Regions from separate parts of the Sus scrofa genome. Here region 1 is linked to region 2. A link is a contact called in public HiChIP or PLAC-seq data. All regions are on one chromosome and are shown on one strand. The core of a region is the stretch at or near the end of the contact, and the rest is flanking DNA. Distances in the headings are between cores, read along the strand shown. Region 1 overlaps THSD4 (thrombospondin type-1 domain-containing protein 4). Region 2 overlaps THSD4 (thrombospondin type-1 domain-containing protein 4).

Region 1 (3,073 bases), core at 270-2,769, 150 kb before region 2:
TTAACCCACTGAGCCACAAGGGAACACCTAAGTTTCTGTTTAAGATTTCAGGAGGCCTTGACCACAAACAGGACCTGGGCTCTAAATTTTTTTATTTTTGGGCGGCTCCTGAGGCAATTGGAGGTTCCCAGGCTAGCAGCTGAATGGGGGCTACAGCTGCTGGCCTACACCACAGCCCATAGCAATGCTGGATCCTTAACCCACTGAGCAAGGCCAGGGATCGAACCTGCAACCTCATGGTTCCTAGTTGGATTTGTTTCCACTGCGCCACGATGGGAACTCCTAAAATTTTAATGCTTAGTTAATCCTATTCTTGATCATTTTTTGGAAAGGAGGTTAGGAAAGCCAGTTTCTAACTTATTCTTCGGTTCATTCATTTACACATTTTTAAAACATTTATTGAATAATCTTAATAACTTAAGCACTGTGGATATAAATATGTCTAACACTGATTGACTCTCTGCCTTAGCAGCTTAGACATATGTCAAAATAACTGTAACATAATATGATAAGCATTTTAATAGGCACAAGCAGAAAGTGCTTTTAGAATCCAGTTTGCTTGGGGAAGAGATACAAGAGGGAGTCCACTGAGGGTCACACAGCTCAGGATTCCGGCGAAGTAACAGCTCTCCACCCTATTTTCAGGCTTGAATCAGGCACACGTTTGGCACAGGCGAGAACGATTTACCCAATGCAACGATTCTCTTGGTTTCAGCAAGGAACCACAGAACTCTAAGCAAAAGCCCACAAAATAAAGCCCATAACCAAATGAAAAAAAAAAAAAAAAAAAAAGGAACTTAGGGCAAAGGGCAGAGAAGCGAGCAGGGTGGTTTGGTTCTGATCAAAGCCTGAGAGCCAGCTGGGAGAGGAGGTGGGAAATCTCCACCAAGCGTGGGTGGAGTGTGGGCGCCGCATGGAAGGTGATAGAGATAAGGAGGGCAGGTGGGTGGCAGAAGGAGGTCTTTCCCCTCAACAGAAAGCACCACGGGAAACAGCACTCTGCTACTCGCTTAGCTTCTTCCTATCTTTAGCTCTGTCCGGACTCAAGAAATTCAGTGTGAGCAAAATTAAAAGCAAGATGAGGGACGCAGGAGGCTGGGGAGGTGCCACACACTCTCCTTGACCTTCCAGGCCTTATGTCCCTGGGATCTGGGCAAGAGGGCTTTACGGCCTTGTATTCTCAGCATCAACTACCCTGCCCATCTCAGCCAAAGTGGAAGAAGCTCTGTGTTGCATTCAGGACCCATTTCATTTGCTGAAAGCCAACAGATAGAGTCCCTCAATTCATTTACACATTGGTTTGAAGCACCTACTCACAAGCAAAGGGCCAGGAATTGCTCCTGGCCTGGACAGGTGGCAGGCCAGAGTGATGGGAACAAAGAGTCACAAGAAGTGGGAACAGAAGAACAGAAGCAGTGCTCCAGGGGACCAGCCAATGGCTTTTGAGCAGAGTCCACTGGGTGGCCCAAGAGTGGACATTAGAAGGGTTCTCTAGGATGCCAGGCAGTGCATACATTCTTGTGAAGGCACAGCCCTGCGAGTCTGCTAGGTCAGGGAGCAACATGTGCCAGCCCTGCCAGCACTGGGGCCCAGGAGGCCTGGCAGGAGACAGATGATGAAGGGCCTGGACTTTATTCCCTAGGCAATGGGGAGCCACTTTGCTGTACAGCAGAAATTAACACAGCATTGTAAATCAACTATATTTCAATTAAAAAAAAAAAGAGGGCTTCAAATGCACTCTTTCGCTTTAGGCAAAGTCGGGGATAGAGCACTTTCCCTTCAAAGCCTGGCTATCTATATGCAGTCTTTTGCCTAAGGCCAACATTTGGGATCCTTCACTCCCTGTCGAGAAGGAAGTGTCATCCAGGACTGCAGGATTGGAGAGGAATCCCCAAGCTCTCCAGCCCCCAGCCCAAGGACGTCTGCATTCTTCCTGCCTCTCTTCCAATTCTTGGATCTAAGACACCATAGGAGCTCCAGTAACAGGGTAAACAGGCTAGTGGGGGGAGCACTCAGCCGGGCGCTGGGATAAAACACTCCAGCTTGCTCTGGGAGGACCCGGGGGCTTTTCTGTGGCTTCGCATCCGGAGGACGCCCTTCTTCCCCAGCTACTCTTCTGTGGGTTGAGCTCATATCCTTATTTAACGCTTGTCACTTTTCATTAACTTTTGTTGCAGGCCTGGGTTTGCTTTCAACTCTCTGAGGCCAGCAGAGGCTTCCTGGAGCTATTGCAGATATAGACACCCCTGTGAGAGAGTAACAGCTGTCTCAGGCCCAAGTCAGAGAGAGATAGCAATTTGAATTCTGGGCTTCCAATCAAATATTCAGAAAAGGGCACTTTCCCCTTTGCAAGTTGCAAAGGAGACAGAATGTCAGTCTGGGAAGCAAATGTATTTCTGATTATTTAAAGTTCTAAGAGGATGGGACAGTCAGTGGTTCCAGCAGTGTCAATAAGCAAATTTCAGGCAAGTGAACAGAGAACAAATATGAAGTTAATATCAATGTCGTGCTTATAACAACAAATTCCTGTTCATTTGCTCACATCCTAGGGAATGTGCCTCAGTTTTTCAGCAATTATCATCTCCCACCTGTGCTGTCGTACACCACTGGTTTTCATCAATTACTAGCTAAGAATCCTTACCCTCGTCCTTGTAAATGTGTGTGTGTGTTTTTTTTTTTTTTTTTTTTTTTCATCTCCTCACCTCAAAGACAATGCAACACTAAGAAAAGAAGCTCCCCCAATGGAAAGAGATGATATTGCGTCTTCCTTCCAACCCATCTCACCTCTCTATATTTACATTTCTAGTTCTTTGTGGACTGTATTTTAATCAAAGCATCTTTTAAAACTTTGTGGCACAAAGTGTGATCCGTGGACCAGCAGCATCAGCATCACAGGGGAGCTTGTTAGAGACGTAGATGACTCAGACACTTTCCCAGACCTACCAATGCAGAGTCTGCCATGATTCACACTGCAGTGTGAGAACACAGCCTCAAAAGATAATGTGACTCTCACGAATTTGTAACCTGCCAAAAAACCTCTCAAATACTCTTGCATAGAAAATTCAAATACAAC
Region 2 (3,125 bases), core at 122-2,621:
GGTAAGAAGCAAATGTTGAAGCCTCCGATCAGAACTGTCCCCAAGGTTTTGTCAGCTCTACACAGGAGAGAATCACAAGGAGAATCCAAGGAGCAACCAAGGAGAATCCAAGTCAGCAACCTTAATGTGTAAGTATGCAGACATGTCAACTGGACATAAAATACTCACTATAAATAGGTGGGAAGCCCCAAAGATGGAGGGGACAGAAAACAGGGAACAAAATATTCTTCTGAAATGTCACTGTCAATAACTGAAAAGCCATATACTCCCAGAAAACTTTAGATCAAGAAAGGCCACCACCAGCCTCATGCCCAGCTTCTTTGCAGTCTGGACGTGCTTGGGGAACACAGCCTAGGTAAGCAATGGCACTGACACTCTGACATCCAATGCAGTATTTTTGACACCCCAGTGCATTTTCCCAGGTTGTCTACAGCATCCCCACCCATGAGGTCCCCAAGTCAGGGTCAGGCCTTTGACTTCTCTCTCCACCAGATTTGTTTTCATAATCCAAGCCCTTGGTCATCACCCTCTAGCTCAAAAGACCCTCATCTCTGCCTAGAAAATAAAGTTCAAACCTATATGTCTCTAAGGCACATTCTGTGTGATGCCTCGTGAAGTCCTTCACCCTCTGGTCTCCGTCTCTCTCCCCAGATTCGGCTACAGTCTTCATCCTCTCCCCGTCTCCTGCCGGCAACCCTACACTTTCCAGGCATAATAGATCACTCACCATTTCCCAAACATACTGAGCTCTTGTGCCTCCAAGGACCTGCCTGGAATTCTACCCTCCTGACTTCTGAACTGGGGTAGCCTTCCAGGCCCAAAATAAACATCAGCGCCCCACAGGCTTCCCCTACACCGCCCACACATGGTTAGTGCTCTGGAGGGGCAGTCCACACACCCCTCTGACACAGCGTTAACACTTTTTCTCAATAAGGTTGTTAAGTAAAAAGCCTGGCTCCTCCACAAGTCCTCTAGTTCTTTGGGGCAAGGCTTGTCAGCTTCTTGTTCCTGTGTGGATAATCCCTAAGACTAGCAGCGGGTCTGCCCCAGAGGCATTCTCTGAATGTTTGTTGAAATAACACCTGTGAAAGACCATGGCTTAATTGCTCAGTATTTCTTACCAATGGGTCAGTAAAGGTTATCTCTGTGGATCAATTAGTAGAGACATGGAGGCTCTGAGTTCCAATAAGCAAAAAGTCAAGGCAGCGTGGGAAGCAAAGAGGGCTGGTGAAATTAAAAATCAGTAGCCTTTGGCCACCTAGAGAGACCTTAATGCTCAAATTCAGGAGGAAGAATGGGAGGGAGCAACAGCTCAAGGGCAGAAACATGAGGCCATGTGATCCAAGGCAAGCTGGATGGAAAGGAGCAGCCAGCCTGAAACTGGCAAGAGAGCTCTGTGTTCCTAAAACACGCCCCGTTCCATTGTGATCACCTGCCAAAGGGAGAAAGGATAGCATGTGCTAAGTTCAAAGAGGCTGTGAGCAAATGGTTTAGGTTGAGTGCATATGTCTTTTTAGAAGTTCAGAAGACTGAAAGTCCTGCCAGGGCTGTTCCAGGCAATAAATTCTCTGGTGTCTACAGAAGATAAGAGGCAAAACTCTGGCTACTTAGGGAAATAAAAATTAAGATAATGAAAACAAAAGCCTTCCTGACTGCCTACTGGGCGGTACACACTGTCACATGCATTAGCCAGTTTGACCAGATCTGCTCCCTGGAAAGTACTTAAGGTCTGGATCTAAAGACCAGCATGAGAATCAGCTGACAGGTTTGCTCTGAGCCTTTGGGGAACAAGGATCTCAGAGGCTTATATGTGGGGCAGGGGCAAGGGGGAGGGAGGAGGGACACAGGGGAAGTGACAAATCTGTTTTAACAAGAGAGAAGGGAAGAAGTGTTGGCATAAATGGACACAGGGGTACTAGCAGGAGCCAAGAGGCAAGCAGTCTAGCAAGAGAAGCAGAAAGGTAGTTCTGGAGTGACTCTGAGTTTAAAAGGCCCTCTTTGCACTGGGAAGCCAAGCCTCAAGAAGACCTGAAATTCACTGACCCAAATGCTGACCTCCCAGAAGGTGAGGACTATAATACTGTTCCTGGACGCACACCCCCAAATATAAAACAGACTGCAGAACAGACTCAGTCCTGGGGCAAGGATACAGGGAGATGACTTAAAGACTCTGATCTAGATAACCGCCTTCGGGCTGCTTCTCCTTGCCTAGAGGATGATGTCTGAAAACCAGCCAAGCATCCCTAAGAACAAATCATCCCAGTGCCCACAGGTGCCACGGTGCATCTGAGTGGTACCCAGCTTCTAGGACGAATCTTTGGGTGCCTTGTTAGGTGTGGGCCTGGAGAGGTGGAGCAAGGACAAGTGAGGGGTGATTAAGATCAACAGAAAGCCATAGTGTTCAGTGGCTGCAGGGGTCCACTTACAGTTGAGCAGGTTGTTCACTGCACCAGGACACCTAGGTGTTGAAATCTAGTGATTACACTTCCCACTTCCCAGTGGGAAGATGAATGGAGCCAGAGGAAGAGGTATCTTTTTTGGATTCACACAAAAGGCAAAAAAATGAGATCATGGAGGTCCGACAAAGAGGCATTTCCAGTTGAGGCTGAGTTAATATTTGACTGCTCAGAGCAAAGATGACAGCCCTACCCTATTTCAAGCTCGGCAGGGCATCCCGGAAGGTGAGGAGGCTAAGAGGTCCACTGGGACAGAGATGGTAACAGGGGATGGTAGAAAGATCCTGGGAATCAAACAGGCCATGTCAGTCACTCATTACCTGCATGATCAGTTAGGCAACATCTCCCATCTACAGTGGCAAAATGGGGTAAAGGTGCCTTCTTCATCAATGGCTGTGGTTAGGGTTAAATGAAGGGAAAGGGCCTAGGGCAGGGCTTGGTCCTTGGGATTGCTCTGTAAATGGTGGTTACCATGACGGCTGCACTGTCCCCAGGGTGAGAAAAACAGAGCCTGCAACCTTGACACGCAAGGGTCACTGCAGAGGCAGACAGCCAAATGTGGGCTGAGAGGTCCAGCGCTGGCTTTGCATGAAAGAACAGTAAATGCATTCATTCCTCCAGTGCAACTGAGAGGGGCCCCCTTGGGAATCAAACCTGTTGCTGGTGTGT

The links. HiChIP or PLAC-seq counts read pairs in DNA pulled down with a chosen protein or histone mark.
Region 1: a contact with region 2 is called in an H3K27ac HiChIP or PLAC-seq map of skeletal muscle, with 2.8 times the contacts expected there. The contact joins two enhancer-like sites. A contact is called at or near these places in 1 of 47 Hi-C or Micro-C datasets (embryonic fibroblasts) and 1 of 2 datasets of contacts at active chromatin or transcription factors (skeletal muscle).

Annotation. Positions count from the first base shown.
Region 1 is chr1:169,008,082-169,011,154 of Sscrofa11.1, reverse strand. The region is part of intron 7 of THSD4 (thrombospondin type-1 domain-containing protein 4); the gene reads right to left. Among named protein-coding and RNA genes, the nearest start is that of NANOG, 55 kb to the left of the region's middle. Within about 2 kb of position 1,519, at least 12 of the 83 cell types and tissues checked have an H3K27ac peak or open chromatin away from gene starts, as enhancers often do. A contact at or near this core is called in skeletal muscle, where this site is marked.
Region 2 is chr1:168,858,782-168,861,906 of Sscrofa11.1, reverse strand. All of the region lies in intron 4 of THSD4 (thrombospondin type-1 domain-containing protein 4), which reads right to left. Among named protein-coding and RNA genes, the nearest start is that of THSD4, 110 kb to the right of the region's middle. Within about 2 kb of position 1,371, at least 12 of the 83 cell types and tissues checked have an H3K27ac peak or open chromatin away from gene starts, as enhancers often do. A contact at or near this core is called in skeletal muscle, where this site is marked.